Regions from separate parts of the Mus musculus genome. Here region 2 is linked to region 1. Evidence: chromatin contacts called from public Hi-C data. All regions are on one chromosome and are shown on one strand. The core of a region is the stretch at or near the end of the contact, and the rest is flanking DNA. Distances in the headings are between cores, read along the strand shown.

Evidence for each region. Hi-C and Micro-C count contacts between places; a contact is called where the count stands out from the background.
Region 2: a Hi-C map of cranial neural crest shows a contact between it and region 1, with 5 times the contacts expected there. The contact joins two enhancer-like sites. A contact is called at or near these places in 3 of 484 Hi-C or Micro-C datasets (cranial neural crest, hematopoietic stem and progenitor cells and nephron progenitors), 1 of 115 datasets of contacts at active chromatin or transcription factors (embryonic stem cells) and 1 of 9 other capture datasets (pancreatic islet).

The regions. Positions count from the first base shown.
Region 1 is chr17:84,563,959-84,571,759 of GRCm38.p6, forward strand. Plekhh2 (pleckstrin homology domain containing, family H (with MyTH4 domain) member 2) reads left to right here. Exons shown (of 30, transcript NM_177606.4): 7 at 1-39; 8 at 2,013-2,977; 9 at 5,918-5,993; 10 at 7,084-7,178; 11 at 7,710-7,801. Among named protein-coding and RNA genes, the nearest start is that of 4930500A05Rik, 15 kb to the left of the region's middle. Within about 2 kb of position 3,398, at least 37 of the 459 cell types and tissues checked have an H3K27ac peak or open chromatin away from gene starts, as enhancers often do.
Region 2 is chr17:84,638,343-84,646,143 of GRCm38.p6, forward strand. It overlaps Dync2li1 (dynein cytoplasmic 2 light intermediate chain 1), which reads left to right. Exons shown (of 13, transcript NM_172256.2): 6 at 4,530-4,716; 7 at 5,763-5,831; 8 at 6,377-6,454. Among named protein-coding and RNA genes, the nearest start is that of Dync2li1, 16 kb to the left of the region's middle. Within about 2 kb of position 4,704, at least 24 of the 459 cell types and tissues checked have an H3K27ac peak or open chromatin away from gene starts, as enhancers often do.

The sequences.
Region 1 (7,801 bases), core at 2,148-4,647:
CAAATGAACCTGAGATCACGGAAGGAAGATGTGTAGAAGGTACTTACTAGTGGGGGTCACTTTTGATAACTACTTTTTATTCTTTGTTACTTCAGAGAAGAAAATACTGCCTACACTACATAATCCAGCCTTGGTTCTGTGCCCTTCATTTTCAGTCTCCCTCTAAAGTTTGCCTGCTGGTGCAGCCTGGTGGCAACACCTCACGGGCAATCTTGTTTGTTGACTTTCCCCAAAAGTTCTAGGGAAGCCTGAGTTTGCAACTTACCTACATCCCACTCTAGTTCCCTTCCAAGGCCTGAGAAAAATGACTGCAGTAAAAGCCACCTCTCAGCTGGGTTTTAACATTTTGAAAACTACACAATGCTTTTTCAGTGGAAGGCTTCCTTGTGACCTATTTCTTGCTGTTACTCACATTTTGTTACTTTTCCAAGAAACCTTTTCAGTGGTCAGCTCAGCATGGCTGAATCTGCCTGCTCAGCACTTGAAGATGTAACCAATCCCTGCAGCAGAACCCTTGACAATGTAACCAATCCCTGCAGCAGAAACCTTGACAATGTAACCAATCCCTGCAGCAGAACCCTTGAAATGTAACCAATCCCTGCAGCAGAACCCTTGACAATGTAACCAATCCCTGCAGCAGAACCCTTGACAATGTAACCAATCCCTGCAGCAGAACCCTTGACAATGTAACCAATCCCTGCAGCAGAACCCTTGACAATGTAACCAATCCCTGCAGCAGAAACCTTGAAATGTAACCAATCTCTGCAGCAGAAACCTTGAAATGTAACCAATCCCTGCAGCAGAACCCTTGACAGTGTAACCAATCCCTGCAGCAGAAACCTTGAAATGTAACCAATCCCTGCAGCAGAAACCTTGAAATGTAACCAATCCCTGCAGCAGAACCCTTGACAATGTAACCAATCCCTGCAGCAGAAACCTTGAAATGTAACCAATCTCTGCAGCAGAAACCTTGAAATGTAACCAATCCCTGCAGCAGAACCCTTGACAGTGTAACCAATCCCTGCAGCAGAAACCTTGAAATGTAACCAATCTCTGCAGCAGAAACCTTGAAATGTAACCAATCCCTGCAGCAGAACCCTTGACAGTGTAACCAATCCCTGCAGCAGAAACCTTGAAATGTAACCAATCCCTGCAGCAGAAACCTTGAAATGTAACCAATCCCTGCAGCAGAACCCTTGAAAATGTAACCAATCCCTGCAGCAGAAACCTTGACAGTGTAACCAATCCCTGCAGCAGAACTTGAGAGCATGTGTGTTTGGCCTCTTGTCCCTTAATTGCGAGGTTCAAATTTATATTTTCAGGGTTTCTTTTCTATTCAATCTGGAGTTTTAAGTCATTATTTATGGAGCTATTGGTATGTTCCATTTCTCCTGGTGCTAACAAATGGATTCTGTATCTAAAGGCATTTAAAGAGGCTGCTCTTGTTAAAGCACATGGAATTATAGTTAAACAGAGAGTAGAGGAAAGCTTTTTCTGTGCTTTTACACATTTTATGTATTGAAGCGTGGATACAAAGTTGGTTTCTGAAATTGTGGTTTTGTGTTCATGTTTAGGATTACATTATGATGGTTTTGAAGGTTAATGGGAAAAGGGCTGTCATTTTCTTTACTTCTAAAAATGGAAGTAATGGTGTTCTTTTTTTTTTTTTTGACAGCTTCTTTCTTTGATGGTCAAATTGATCCTTCTTCACACTCCACTCCTTCTCTCTTTAGATTGTTGCCAACTTCCGTTCTCCAACATACTTATTTGTAAAAAGCAATTTACTTTTGATACAATTAAATTGAAGTATAAGGATTATATGTTTTCATAAACCCTGCAGTTTTCAAAGGTGCTTAAGAAGGCAGAAAACTAACAACAGTAGGAGCTGACCATATTCGCATGAAGTTGCCAGCCTCTACAGTGTAGTTAAGTCAGGCAGTGCCAATGCACACATGCAGTCTAGTTATGTCAGCTTTAAAGGCAACCTGCCAATGTGCTGTGTCTTCTTCTAGAGATGGAAATTGCAGAGAAGCCTGCTGACAACCAAGTCCAAGAGAACAGCAGAAGCCAGAGAAAGTTGCACGAGACCTCTTGCAGCTCGGAACAGAACCAGAAAACGAGAGCAAGCTTTGCAATGGATGGTGGTACGTCCCAGAATTCTGGGGTTCCAGTGAGTGACTGGAGTTCAGACGAGGATGATGGAAGCAAGGGCAGATCTAAGTCCAGGTGCACGTCCACCCTTTCCAGCCACACATCTGAGGAGGGTGGCCAGTGCGGCAGGCTGGGCAGCGAAGCCTACCTCACAGCATCTGATGACAGTAGTTCTATATTCGAAGAAGAGACTTTTGATGGGAATAGACCTGAGCAAAAGAAGCTGTGTTCTTGGCAGCAGAAGGCACCATGGAAAGCTCAGGGTAACCTTGCAAAAGGGAGGTCTCAGTCAGGAGTAAAGGAGCAAGATAGTTCCTCAGATGAACTGAATAAGAAATTTCACTCGCAGAGACTGGATTATACATCCTCATCCAGCGAGGCCAACACCCCAAGCCCTATTTTAACCCCAGCTTTAACTCCCAGGTACCCTAACTCACTCCCTGGAAAAGGAGGAGCCCCGTTAGTGCCTCCTCCATTCCAGCCACCCCCAAAGCTCAGGGTCCCCAACGTTTTCAGTATAAGTGTGGCACTCACCAAGAGACACCTGAGCCAGCCACAGCTATGCTCCGATCGGATGTTTGGCACGAACCGGAACGCCATAAGCATGATCCGGCCGCTGAGGCCCCAGGAAACGGACCTTGATGTGGTTGATGGGGACGGGGCCGAGGCTGTGAACAGAATGGACACTGGTTGCGATGACGGCTTATTTTCCTATGACTCCCAGGATCCTCCTCCGTGTGCAGATGACCAGGAAAACAGCGAGGCCCCAAAGAAGGCCCCATGCAACAAACCCCCTACTCCTCCTCTGCACCGCTTCCCCTCTTGGGTAATTACATCCGTGTGCAGCACGCGCTCAGGGGCCTGTTCTCAGCACAGACTCAGGTTTCACACTACCCGCACCCCCACCCACCCACCCACACACCCTCACCCCGTTTCTTTTCAAATTCAGCATTGTTCTGACAACTCTCAGTTTTCAGAATTCAGTTTCCCCTTCTCTTCCCCAACCGTGTTCTGAGCAATTGAGAAACAAGACAGATGGGAATTCAAAATACGACTTTAATTACGGATGAGAGCCTTGGGGCGGGGGCAGATGAGCTTTTCAATGTTAGACTTTGGAATTAGATTTGTTCACTCAGGCCCAAGCTGGAGTTAGGGGAAGCGAGGCCAGGGGCCCCTCTAACTCATCCATTGTGAAGACGCTTGTTTCCTGTTGGAGCCGCCCCTCTGTTGCTCCGAGAGAGGACCGGTGCTGGGCTGTGCGGCCCCACCACACAGTGGTGATGTGGGTGGATGTGGAGAGCGAGCAGGGGTGTTCGGTGCCTGGAGGCCCTGACCAGGACACGTGATAGGGTGGGGGGGGGGGGTTTCCTCAACTGAGTGCTCCGGAGGCAGCACTGAAGTCTTCCCGCTCAGGCTCTGAGCTTTGCTTTTCGCTTGATTAACAGAGGTTTTGCGTTACTCCTTGTTAATTTACAAAGCCCTTACTTCAGCTAGATTAGCTTCTTTCTAACCTAGAAGAGACTGGCTTCTCTTTGGAAACTTTGTGGCTACAAAAGCAACTTGTCAATGATTAGGTATTTCTTAGACATATCTACATTGCCTGATTTAAAAAGAACAAAAAACAAAAATCTCTCTTTAAGCTTTCGCACTTATGTATTAATGGGAGGAGCAAGCCTGCTGCAGGTTAAGTGTGGAGATCAGAGCTCAGCCTGCAGGAGTTGTCACTCTCTTCCACCATGGAGGTTCCGAGCTCAAACTTAGTTTGTCACTCTAACCTACCAGCCATCTCACCAGCCCGAATAGTCTACTTTTAAAATTAAGTGAATTGGTCTGCTTTGTAGACTTATGTTTTCCCTCCCATATTGGGACAGTTTAACCTCTCACTTCAAAAGAAACTTCTGAGATAGCCAGGCGGTGGTGGCACACGCCTTTAATCCCAGCACTTGGGAGGCAGAGACAGGCGGATTTCTGAGTTCAAGGCCAGCCTGGTCTACAAAGTCAGCTAGCGCTACACAGAGAAACCCTGTCTCGAAAACAAAAAACCAAACCAAACAAAACAAAACAAAAAAGAAACATCTGGGATGCCAGGTATTTTGGGTTTTGTAGTCATGTTTTTTTTTAATTGTTATTATGGTTATTTTATTTAGTAGCTGCTATAACTGTAAACAAATTACAATGGCCATGGCTTCCCTAACAGAAATTCAGACTTAAAGATGTATCTGCTTTTTATTTACTCTCAAGAGAACATTTTTTCCTTTCAGTAGCCACATGAAACAGCCTCTTGTTTATTGCTAAATTCTGCACTGCACAAAAAAGTAGAAGCAAATGGTGTGTGGCTCTGTAAAATTCTAGCTATGTTACCCTTGGGCAGTAAGACGCCGAGATTTGGTTTTTTTTTTGTTGTTGTTGTGTTGAAGATCTTCAAGATTCATGTCAAGCTTTCAAGTTCATTTTATTTTGCAGTTTTACCTTTTCCTTCTTTTCCTCTTTTCAAGCTATTTGGTCCTGGAAAAGTCAAATGCTTCTCAGACTTCTAATGTACTGACCCGGAGCAAAGGTTCCTATTTTCAGGTTTTCGGGAGATGTTCTAGCTACCTCAGTCAGTAAGATGCTAATTTAAAGCAAGCATCCCCTGTTTGAATTAGAGCATTATTCAGAATGGAATAGTCACTCTGGTGAGGCAAGCTCTGAGCCAACACTAACTACCTCTGACGGCCTGTTTGCTAAGGGACCTGGCTTGTCTTCTCATCTATGGTGACTCTCTTTCCGATTTCCTTCCTGCTTCCATGTCTGTCTCGTGCTCACACGGACCCCAGTGGACTCGAAGCTCCCGCTCATATTGCTTTAGTGTTGACCTCTGCAGTTCATCTCTGTGTGTAAATCCCTCCAAAGAAAGCACACCCGTTCTGTTTGGCACTAGTGCATCGAACAGGCCCCCATCATCAGTGTCATCAATGAACTTGTACCAGTCACTGTTGCCACTGGCCAGCCCAGTAGAAGAGGGTGACATCTGTTGCCTTCCGTGTTCTAGTCCAGGCAAGACCGTGTTCAAGTTTAGATCTTTCATAAAAGGCGTGGCACAGTGATTAACGCACTGGGAACCACTAGGAACCTTCTTGTTAGCTGGCGATGCTAACCTTGCAGTACCTGTTATCAGAGATCTTTCTTGAAAAGAGGAGGAAACACAATAAGCTACTTTTGGAACAAGATAATCATTCCAGTGTGATTCTCAAATCCATTTATTATTAGACCCAAAGTCTTTTATTTTATTGAAATGTACATTGAATAAGAAGGCAGTAACATCGAATGCTCTGCTGTGATTCCGCATATACATAGTCCCCCTTTCTATCCTAGCCATGGTAACAGATATTAAAGGTGATATCTGTGTGTAATTAGTGACTGTAAGCAGTTGGCTTCATTGCTACAGGTATCCAGGGTTTCCCCCTTTAACCACATATAGAATGTTACAGTGTTAAAGAAGGGGGTTTACCTAAAATCAGTGCTTGGCAGTAAGCTCTCTTATGCTTGTTCTTAAGTCACCCAAAGTCAAGATACCAGGCCAAAGTTTGGGAACAAAAACAGATAATAGAATGGCTGCTGAATGAGCTGTTCACACCGGCGCATTTTTATCAGCACCGCTGAGTTCTGTGCTAACTAGGATTTTGTATTTGAGTGGATGTTATCTGAAGAACAAAGGAAGAGTATTGTGTTCACTGTAATCATTTCGTGGCTGTAAGTGCCTGGTGCAATCTCTCTTTTATATTAGGAGAGCAGGATATATGCTGTAGCCAAATCAGGCATCCGGGTGTCTGAGGCCTTCAATATGGAGCATGCTAATAAAAGTAAGTGCTGTCTTTGCATGTTGTGATGCGGGTGAGCCTTGAGGACGGGTACGCCTCAGAGAAAATGGGATGCGGCCACAGAGAGGCAGGAGCGCAGAATTCTGTTACAGAATTCATCAAAGCAACCAATCACAGAAACAACATAGGAGGATGCTCACAGGGAGTTAGGAAATCAGGGAAGGGGAAATGCGCTTTAGTGGGTATAAAATTTCAGAAGTTGTAGAGGTCTCTTTTACAACAGGGCGAATAAACTCTACCTTATTAAATGTAAAATGCTTACGACAGTAAGTTTTACTATTTATGGCTTTAAAATACTGTAATAAGAGGTTTTTTTTTTTAACTACATGATTTTGTATTGCTGTTTCACTAGGCAAGAGCTTCCTAAATGTCTAATGTTACTAGAAAAATGGAAATATGTAAGTGTTCAGGATTTGTGTTAAAACTGATATTTATTTTTTAGGATAAAGGCATGAATATATTCAGACCTGATGTAGAATGTACTTTTCTGTTTTTTAAACCCCCGTCCCCGTCCCCTCCCACACAAGGCAAAGTAGAAAGACAAGGGCATTTTATCTGTTTTAAGCTACAAAAATTATTTTAAAATACTGGCTTCTATATTATTTTCCCCTTTCCTTCAAAAATTATTATAGAAATAATCGTTCTCACTATAAAAAATATAAGGTCAACGCTTGGTAGGTTGAAGCAAGAGGATCTAGAGTTAAGGGCTAGCCTCAGCAACGTAGTAGGATCAAGGCTAGCCTGGGTTACGTGAGACCCTGTCTCAAAATCATAAAACAAAATAACTCACACAGAAGTGTCTATCTGTAGCTGGATATGCTGCCTCTAATGCCAGCAATCAGGAGTCTAGGCAGGAGGAACACTGCTAGCTCGATGCCAGCCTAGGCTCCACAGAAAGACCCCGTCACACATTGACAAAAAAGTGTAGCCACGGTTCTAGAAATGGCGTAAAGCAGAATGATATTAATCAACACTACCGATTAATCTGATTTCTTTTCAGTATATATATTCGTAAGCAATAGACCAGTGTGCTAGTTGGAAGGAATTTCCTTAATGTCCTTTTCTGTTTCAGATTCTGCAGACATACTTTCCTACTCTGCAGCAAGCCTTTATACGTCTCTCATATACAAGAACATGACGACCCCAGTCTATACAACGTTGAAGGGGGTAATGAGCGCATTTCTCGTTGTTAGACCTATGGTTTTCTCTAGGATAGTCAGGGACTCCACTCTTGGCATTCTTACATCCATCCCCCTCTTTGTAGAGCTTTAATGATCACATCAATATATCATTAAAAGGAAGAAGAAACAAGAAGGCCCGGAGAAGGTGATTATGGCATGGTTCTCTTTAGCCCCACCCTGGGACGTTAGCTTATTATTAATGATGCAATGGAAACTCCTAATTTAGAAAGGTCTTTGCGTTCCTGCCAAGGTCCCCTTCTTTGCTAGAAGAACCTAATTAAAACAAGGACTGTCAGATATTGACAGTCTTATGTTTTCAAGAATCTTTTATAATTGACAAATTCCTAGCTAATTAAAATCTAAGGTTTTGAAGACAGATTTTCATGATGTCAAAATACGATATTTTCTTTCTTTTAAAATACGTACCAGTAGCCACGTTCTGTAAAGCATTGCCTGTGTAAAGAGGACAGTGACTTTAGAGGTGGACACAGGGGGGCTGTTTTGTTTTTTTCTCTAGAAGGCGACACAAATAAGTAGCAGCCCTTTCCTGGATGACTCCTCGGGCTCAGACGAAGAGGACAGTTCTAGGTCCAGCTCCCGGCTGTCGGA
Region 2 (7,801 bases), core at 3,454-5,953, 76 kb after region 1:
ACGCTAGCCCACAGGGGTGAAGGCTCTGTGTAGTCACCAGCTTGATTTCTCTGTGCTCAGTGTGTTGTGTAGATGTTGCCTTTAGCAGTGGGGCCTTGTTGCCAGTTTGTGGAGAGCAGCCTTGACAACAGCCTAGGTTGTTTGGGGATTGGAATGGAGCCCCTTTGGCCAACAATTTAATTAGGTGTAACCTGTTCCCAGTACTGGAAGCTTCATTTGGTGACAAGATGCTCAGTTAGGCTGTGTATATACATGGAGGCCCTTCAGTTAGGCTGTATATATACATGGAGGCCCTTCAGTTAGGCTGTGTATATACATGGAGGCCATTTAGTTAGGCTGCGTATATATATGGAGGCCCTTCAGTTAGGCTGTATATATACATGGAGGCCCTTCAGTTAGGCTGTGTATATACGTGGAGGTCCTTCAGTTAGGCTGCATATATACATGGAGGCCCTTCAGTTAGGCTGTGTATATATATGGAGGCCCTTCAGTTAGGCTGTGTATATACGTGGAGGCCCTTCAGTTAGGCTGTGTATATACACGTGGAGACCCTGCGATTCTGCTTATAAATACCTTTTCCCTGGGACATTAGTTGTTGAGGGGGTGTTGTTTGTTTGGTTTGGTTTGGTTTTCTTTTATTTTGTTTTGGCTGGTTGGTTGGTTTGTTAAGAAAAACTTACAGCTACATAGTTTTACATTTGACGTTGTTGTTGTTGTTGTTGTTATTGTTGTTGTTGTTCCTTACTTTCTTTCTTCCCTTCCGCTGCTTCTTCCTCTTCCTCTTTCTTCTTCCTCTTCCTTTTCCTTCCTCCCACTTTTTTTTCTCAAACAGGATTTCTCTGTTTGAGGTAGTCTTAGCTACCCTGGAACTCTGTAGACCAGACTGGCCTTGAACTCAGAGATTTCCTCTGCCTTCGGAGTGCTGCAATCAAAGGTGTGCACGGCCACTGCCGGGCTCTTGAATGGACTTAAGCAAAGCTTCCTAGGAGGTAGCACTTTGTAGTTGACCATTGAGAAGAGGCAGTAAGAGTGGAGATGGGGAGGGTGGGGAGGAGCTAAGAGCCCGCTGCCACCTTGTGTTGCCAAGAGGCAGGAAGGCTGCAAGCAGAAGCCCACTTCTGCCTGTACTAGGACAGACTTGTATACGACTAGGACAGACTTGTGTACGACTAGGCCAGACAGACTCGTGGAAATTCGGGTTTCTACAGGAGGTGAAAACTTTCCATGTTTCTTTAATACCTCACTGTGTGGGGTCTGACATGTCCTTAGGCTCCAGGACAGCTGGAGCCAGCTTTGGGAGAGAGGAAGGACCCGGTTGTAATGAATTAGGCCCAGGTCTGGGTCCAAAGTTGGGTGCGGTTAGTGAGGATCTTCCTTCCTGTAGTTGAACCACAGAGAGTTTTTAAACTGGAATTAGTTTAACACATAATTTTCTTGTTTAGGGCAAACCCCAGCACATTGAGAAACTGACATATTGTCACATGCAATTAGATATTGTTTACCCTTGACATAATGTTCATAGAGCAGACTTTGGTTTGTAAGGGTCCACAGTTCGCTGAAGAATGGCTCCCCGGACTCAAATCGTATGTAAATGCAACGAGTGTTTTATTCTGCACAAGTCCCACATGCTGGGCTCTCCCATTCATTGCCAAGATAGAAAGACACCCAAGTGAGCTCACAGTCCGATTTAAAGCACATTAGGGAATTCCAGGGTAGGTGACCTCCATGCTAATCTGCTGGGACCATCTCTACAGACATTCCATTACTGGGGTGTGGGGGCTGGAAACTTGCTGGGGAGGTCTGGAAACTGTTACTGAGGAAGTAGCTGAGGAAGTCTGGACACTGCCGCTGACCCATTGTCCTTGCCTCAGGCCAGGTGGCAGGGGCGGCTTCTGAGGCCTGGACTGCATGGACTTGCCCAGTTCTTGGAAACAGAAATTTAGGCCTCGTCTCCGTAACTGCCCACTTGAAGCCTGGCATGGAGTCGGCCTAGCCCTCTCAGATTAACTTGCAAAAGAACATTTCCTGTGGACCAGTCTCACTTTAAGAATTTTTAAGCTGTTTACTTAGCTAACATTTTCCATAAAGAAGGGACAGAGAGACACAGTGCTAGAAACAAAATGTTAGGTAATCTGTCCCTGTCCTGCCTGCTTTCAGGGTTAAAAGTGATTTTTATGTTGTACTATTTGACCATAGTAAAAAGGTTATGACCGTCTTATAAAACAGAACCAAACTATGATACGCTAAAGCTCTAAGAGTAAAATTAGTTTCTTTACTAGTACATATTTAGTATATGAGTCTTTAGAGAAGCAGACTGTTTATAAACTTAATTAGGTGACATAGAAAGACAGTAATTTTACAGATATGTTTGCTATTAGTATCTAAAGTATCCTTACTAAATTGAGACCATGGGCACAGAATTTAGATATTGTTTTGTATGCATTACCCAAAATAGCTGGTTTGACTGACCCCACAAAAAACCTGAATAGCATCATTTTTATCTCCTAGCAGAATATTTGCCTGTTGAGTAAGAATGTTGGCTCTGAGTCGGGCGTGATGGTGCACAGATGGGACGCCAGCACTTGGGAGGCAGAGGCAGGCGCATCTCTGTCAATCCCAGGGCTGCCTGGTCTACAGAGTGAGCTCCAGAACTGCTGGGCCTACACAGAGAAACAGAGAAACTTTGTCTCAAAAAAAAATTGTTGGCCATGATTAAATGTCTACATACTTATTCTGACCATTTTCTAAAGCATTCGTGTGTGTGTGTGTGTGTGTGTTTGTGTGTGTGTGTGTGTGTGTGTGTGTTTCAGTTGGCTAAAATATACACAACATAACATCTCCCACTGATGTACGTCTTGGTGAGGTCTTCTGCGGCTTTGAGCACATGTCCACGGTTGTACAGCCAGCACATGTCCACGGTTGTACAGCCAGCACTACCACATTCATTCCTAGGACTTCGTGGTCTTCCTGCAGGAAAGTTCCTGTGGGCTCTTAGCAGTTTGACTCCATGGTGTCTTATATAATGAGGTCATGGAGTATTTGCCTTTTTGTAGTTTATTTAACTTAGTATAATGTCCTCAAGGTCATAGTATAGCATGTGTTGAACTTCCCTCCTTTGTAATAGTGCGCAATGCTTCACCATCTGTATATCCTACGGTCTGTTCACCCATCAATCCGTCCATGGACTTTTGGGCTGTTCTGCCCTTTGGCTATCGTGGATGCCGCTGCCATGAACACTGATATCCACATCCTGTTTCAGTCGTAGCTTCCCCCTGGGCATAGTGGCTCGTGCCTATAATCCCAGCAGTCTGGGACCTAGGCAAGCAGATGGTTCAAGGCCAACCTTGGCTACATAGTAAGTTCCAGAACAGCCAGGGCTACAAGGTCTCAAAACACAAATAACAAATATTCTTCAGAATTTGGGCATAGACCTGGAAATGGAATGTTGAACCACGTGGTGTTTCTGTTGTGTTGTTTCAGGAACGCCACACTGTTTTCCAAAGCTGCTACACTGTTTTATACCCTTGATGCACAGTTAAATTTTCTGTATTCTCAGCAGCACTTACTTCCTATGTCTTTTCTTAGATAACAGCTACCCTAACGGCTGTGAGCACACTCTCATTTTGACAACTTTCTAATAATTGAAATTGTTGAGCATTTTAAAAAATTTTATGTGTAGTGTTGTTTTGCCTGCATGTTATGTGTATCTGTGTACCACATGCATGCAGTACCTACAGGGGCCAGCAGAGGGCGTCAGAACCCCCTGGAACTAGAGTCATAGACGCTTGTAAACCAGGGATTGAACCTTCTGAGCCATCTCTTCAGTCCTCAAGCATCTTTTCATGTGCTTCTTGGCCAACAGCTATCTCTTTGGAGTTATTGGAATCTATTTTTAAATGGGTTGTTTTGTTGTAGAGTTTAGATTTAGATTTATGTTTAATGTGTAGGAGTGGAGCCCACTGTCTGTGGTGATGGCAGTGTCCTCTGCTAATCAGAGCCGTGTTTTCAGAGAGAGAGAGAAGTATAGCTGGAAAACAGACGACTTTGATTTAAAAGCACTTTTCCAGCTTACTAGTTATATAAATAAGCGCTTCTAATTTCAGATCCATAAAACAGGCATCAGCACATCTAGGGAAACTGCCTAGAAAAAGCTTAAGCAAGCCCGCTGGCTTCCCAGTAAGGCTTGTCAGTGTGTCCATTCCCTTCCGTATACATTGCATTGCTGCTGACCTTGGCACTGAGATTTTTGCTCCTTTTCTGTGGAGCACCAGGTAAAGTCAGGTCTAAATGTGGCATCATCGGACCATTCGCGTTCAGCTTCTCTGTCTGAACTGCATCGTTCTTAGCTGTCATACTGAGTACCAGTAGGAAGGACCAGAGTACACAAGGCTCTAAGTGAGCTCTCACTCCGTCTTGGAATAATGGCATGCTGGGTTTTGTAACTATATTAGATAAATTTCAGGACATTTCACATCTCAAAACAGTTACCACGAGGAATCTCTTTGTTTACAGCTGTTTTATCTCTTTAGGACATTTTCTATTGTTCTTGTTTTGGATCTTTCCAAACCTAATGATCTTTGGTCAACCATGGAAAATCTGTTGCAAGCCACAAAAAGCCATGTAGACAAGGTGATAATGAAGCTGGGCAAGACAAGCTCCAAGGCTTCGGCCGAGATGCGGCAACGAATGTGGAGCGTGGTGCAGAAGGACCATCCGGTGAGCTTCCCGGTTTGTTCTGGCCTCAGTGCCACACCGAGTAGAGACAGTACCTCAATGCAGCTTCTTTCATTTTCTGCATGACTTAAAATGTGTTTGATGTAAATGAACTGGTTTACTGGAAAATTACAGCAATTTCATAAACCTCAGAAAGAGCCAGAGAAGGGGAAGACGCTGACGTCTCCTCGTCAGACATCTGCCGTGTTCACTGCGATGAACCTTACCATAACTCAAGAGAAAGGGAGTTTTAGAGCAGAGTTCTGACACTGATTGTATAATCTTTGTAAAATGAAGATGAAAATCCGGGTTGAACTGGGAGAGGCTGGCTGAAGCTACGGACTGAAGCAGGAGCTGAGAGTCAGCTGCCTCCCCAGCAACAGGCGTCTGCATTCATTCAGTGGCTGTCATGTGACACCCCCCCCCCCCCCCCCCCGCCGCCATCCCCAAACTATCAAGTCCTAGAGTTGCTGTGGTGGCAGCACAAGGTTTTAGATACAGTTGGAATGTCATCATCTAGAAAACTAAGAGAAGCATTTCCTAGTGTCCATAGTTTGTGCGCCTGTGTCTTACAAAGTATCAGGACCAAATTCAGCCAAGCAGCACGCACTTTACATAAATGAGAAGCCCCTTAAAGATGATGTCCTTGTAGGGAAGCCCAGCAGTAGCCGGGTGGAGCACTCAGGAGGCAGAGGCAGGCATGTCAGAGTTCGAGGCCAGCCTGGTCTACAAAACAAGTTCCAGGACAGCTAGGGCTACACAGAGAGAGTCTGTCTTGGAAAACAAAACAAACAAACAAACAAACAAACAAACAAACCAGAGTAGCAGACCACAAAAGTGAATGGGCGCCATGGTGTTATGACAATTGCCATTTCTGGCTTCACACTTAAAATATAGCACAAAGTGAAAGTTAATATCATAGCAAACTCTATTTCAGAAAATATGGTCAACATCAATGACGAGAGTAAAAGGTGTTTTCTGAAGTAAACAGAAATTCCTGAGGACATAGCAATACACAACTATAATCAAGTATATCTGTTTATTAACAGGACCGGGAATTAATTGACCCATTTCCAATACCTCTGGTCATTATTGGAAGTAAATATGATATTTTCCAGGTAGGTGCTTCTATGTCTAGCTGTTCATGGGGCATGTGTAGCTATGCTTTTATGGGAAAATGATGAAATAAGAACAGTACCTCTGGAAGGGACCAGCTCAGAGACATCCATGTAAAAGATGTTAGAAAGGACGGTATGATGAGGACATCCCAAGGAGTTCAGGAAAATGAGCCCATTGGTTAGAACGGGGCGAGGCAGAAAACTTAAAAACAAATCTTAGCACTGAGGGATAAGATTTACTCCCCAACTGTAAACTGAAGAAAGTAGGAAATTAGTTTCTTCTTATCTTGGCTTGTCAGGGAGTCCTTAGGGTATTGCGCAGGATGAAATGTGTGCTTATATCTGGACTCTCTGAAGCCAAGCGTTTAAACAGATCTGATAGCAGTAGGAGACGGCGGCTTGTTCAGTCTCTCCAGATGTGAACGTGGAGGTGACCGAGCCGGACTCCTCAGGGTGGGGATTTAAAAACAAATAATGTGTTTCTCCCCAAGTGAGCTGTTGAGTCCTCTGGCTTATTTTTTCCTTGTAATGATTTTCTTCCACAGGATTTTGATCCTGAGAAGAGAAAGGTGATATGTAAGACCCTGCGCTTTGTGGCACATTACTACGGAGCCTCGCTGATGGTCAGTGCCTCCCTGCCCTCTGGGTGTGTGGAGAAAGGAGCGGGCTGCCCAGATGGGAATAATAGAGACCTGAGCTCGCCCTGCCCCTTTCCTTCTCACTTCCAAAGCTCTGCTTAGACAGGGCCCCTGCAGAGCCCTCTGCCCATGGCCTCCCCACCTTCCACGGCTTGTGTCTGTAAGCCCAGGCAAGCTTCAGAGATATGTTGGTGTGTTCACACATTTTTATTTTTGTCTTCAAGAATTAGAATCTATATTCCTTCAATGGAAGGGCCCGGGAGGAGGGGGGCAAGGGCGGGATTTTAATAAGATGGTGTTTTATGTAAAAGCAATGCTGGTATAGAGGTTAAAATCATGAATTTTGGAGTCGAGCTGCCCAGGTCAGTGTCACTGTGACCAACTCCTTGTCAGACAAGGATTCTGGACCAGCCACCTAAGCTTTGCATCCTCTGAGGTAAAAGCAGATGGGAACCGTGCCTGCCTGCTTCGTGAGGAGGGGTGCGGGCCTGAACTGTGGAGCCAGTGAATAAATAGCCCACCTCAGGAGACGGATGCATGGGGCAGGAAGTGCTCAGGTCCAAGGCGGCCTGAGCGTCTCAGAAACAACCCGAAAAGCACAGGGTTGTAATGATCTTCCGAGGTGGGCCAGACTTTGCTGGTTATCCTTTAAACAAAAGATAAAATGTAAAACTATTTTGCTGAAAAATACTACCTTAATTTCTGAACTGCTTTTGCTAGGCAAACTTAAAATGTTTGCACGTTAAAAGAGTAATTGTGGGAATTAAAATACTCTACCTTTTCTGAGCCTCTATAATGAGACCCTGTCTCAAAAACAAACAAAACAAACAACAACAACAAACAAGGCTATCTTAGCTGTTGAATAAATAGTTGGTGGTTTGCTTTCCTGAGTCAAAGTGCTCAAAGAGAGTAGAGCCCCAGGGCAGGGTGGAGCCTGTTGCTGCCCCAGCTGAACGAGCTCTGTATTCTGTGTATGTTCAATATCTATGCATTTAGAGCACTTCCCATTTCTTTATGTGTTCTCTTTACCTTCTTAGCCTGAGCTCTGTCTGCCTATACGTCAGGCTTTGGAAAGTCTTTTTGCCATTTTGAAAAGAACCAGTGGGGAGGAAGTTTCTAGTTCATTCATTTCTGCTAATGAGTGGAGAGGAGCACCTCCGAGGGTGGGAGGGGTGGCTCTGGGGAGGACACGGGGAGGAAGGGGAACGAGGGGAGGGGGAGGTGGGGGAGACGGGGGGGGGGGGGGCGGGGGAGGGGTTCCCAGCACTGAGCTGACTCAGGAGCACCAGCAGGAGTGGAGGGAGGGGTTTGAGAGGCAGCAGATGGTGAGAT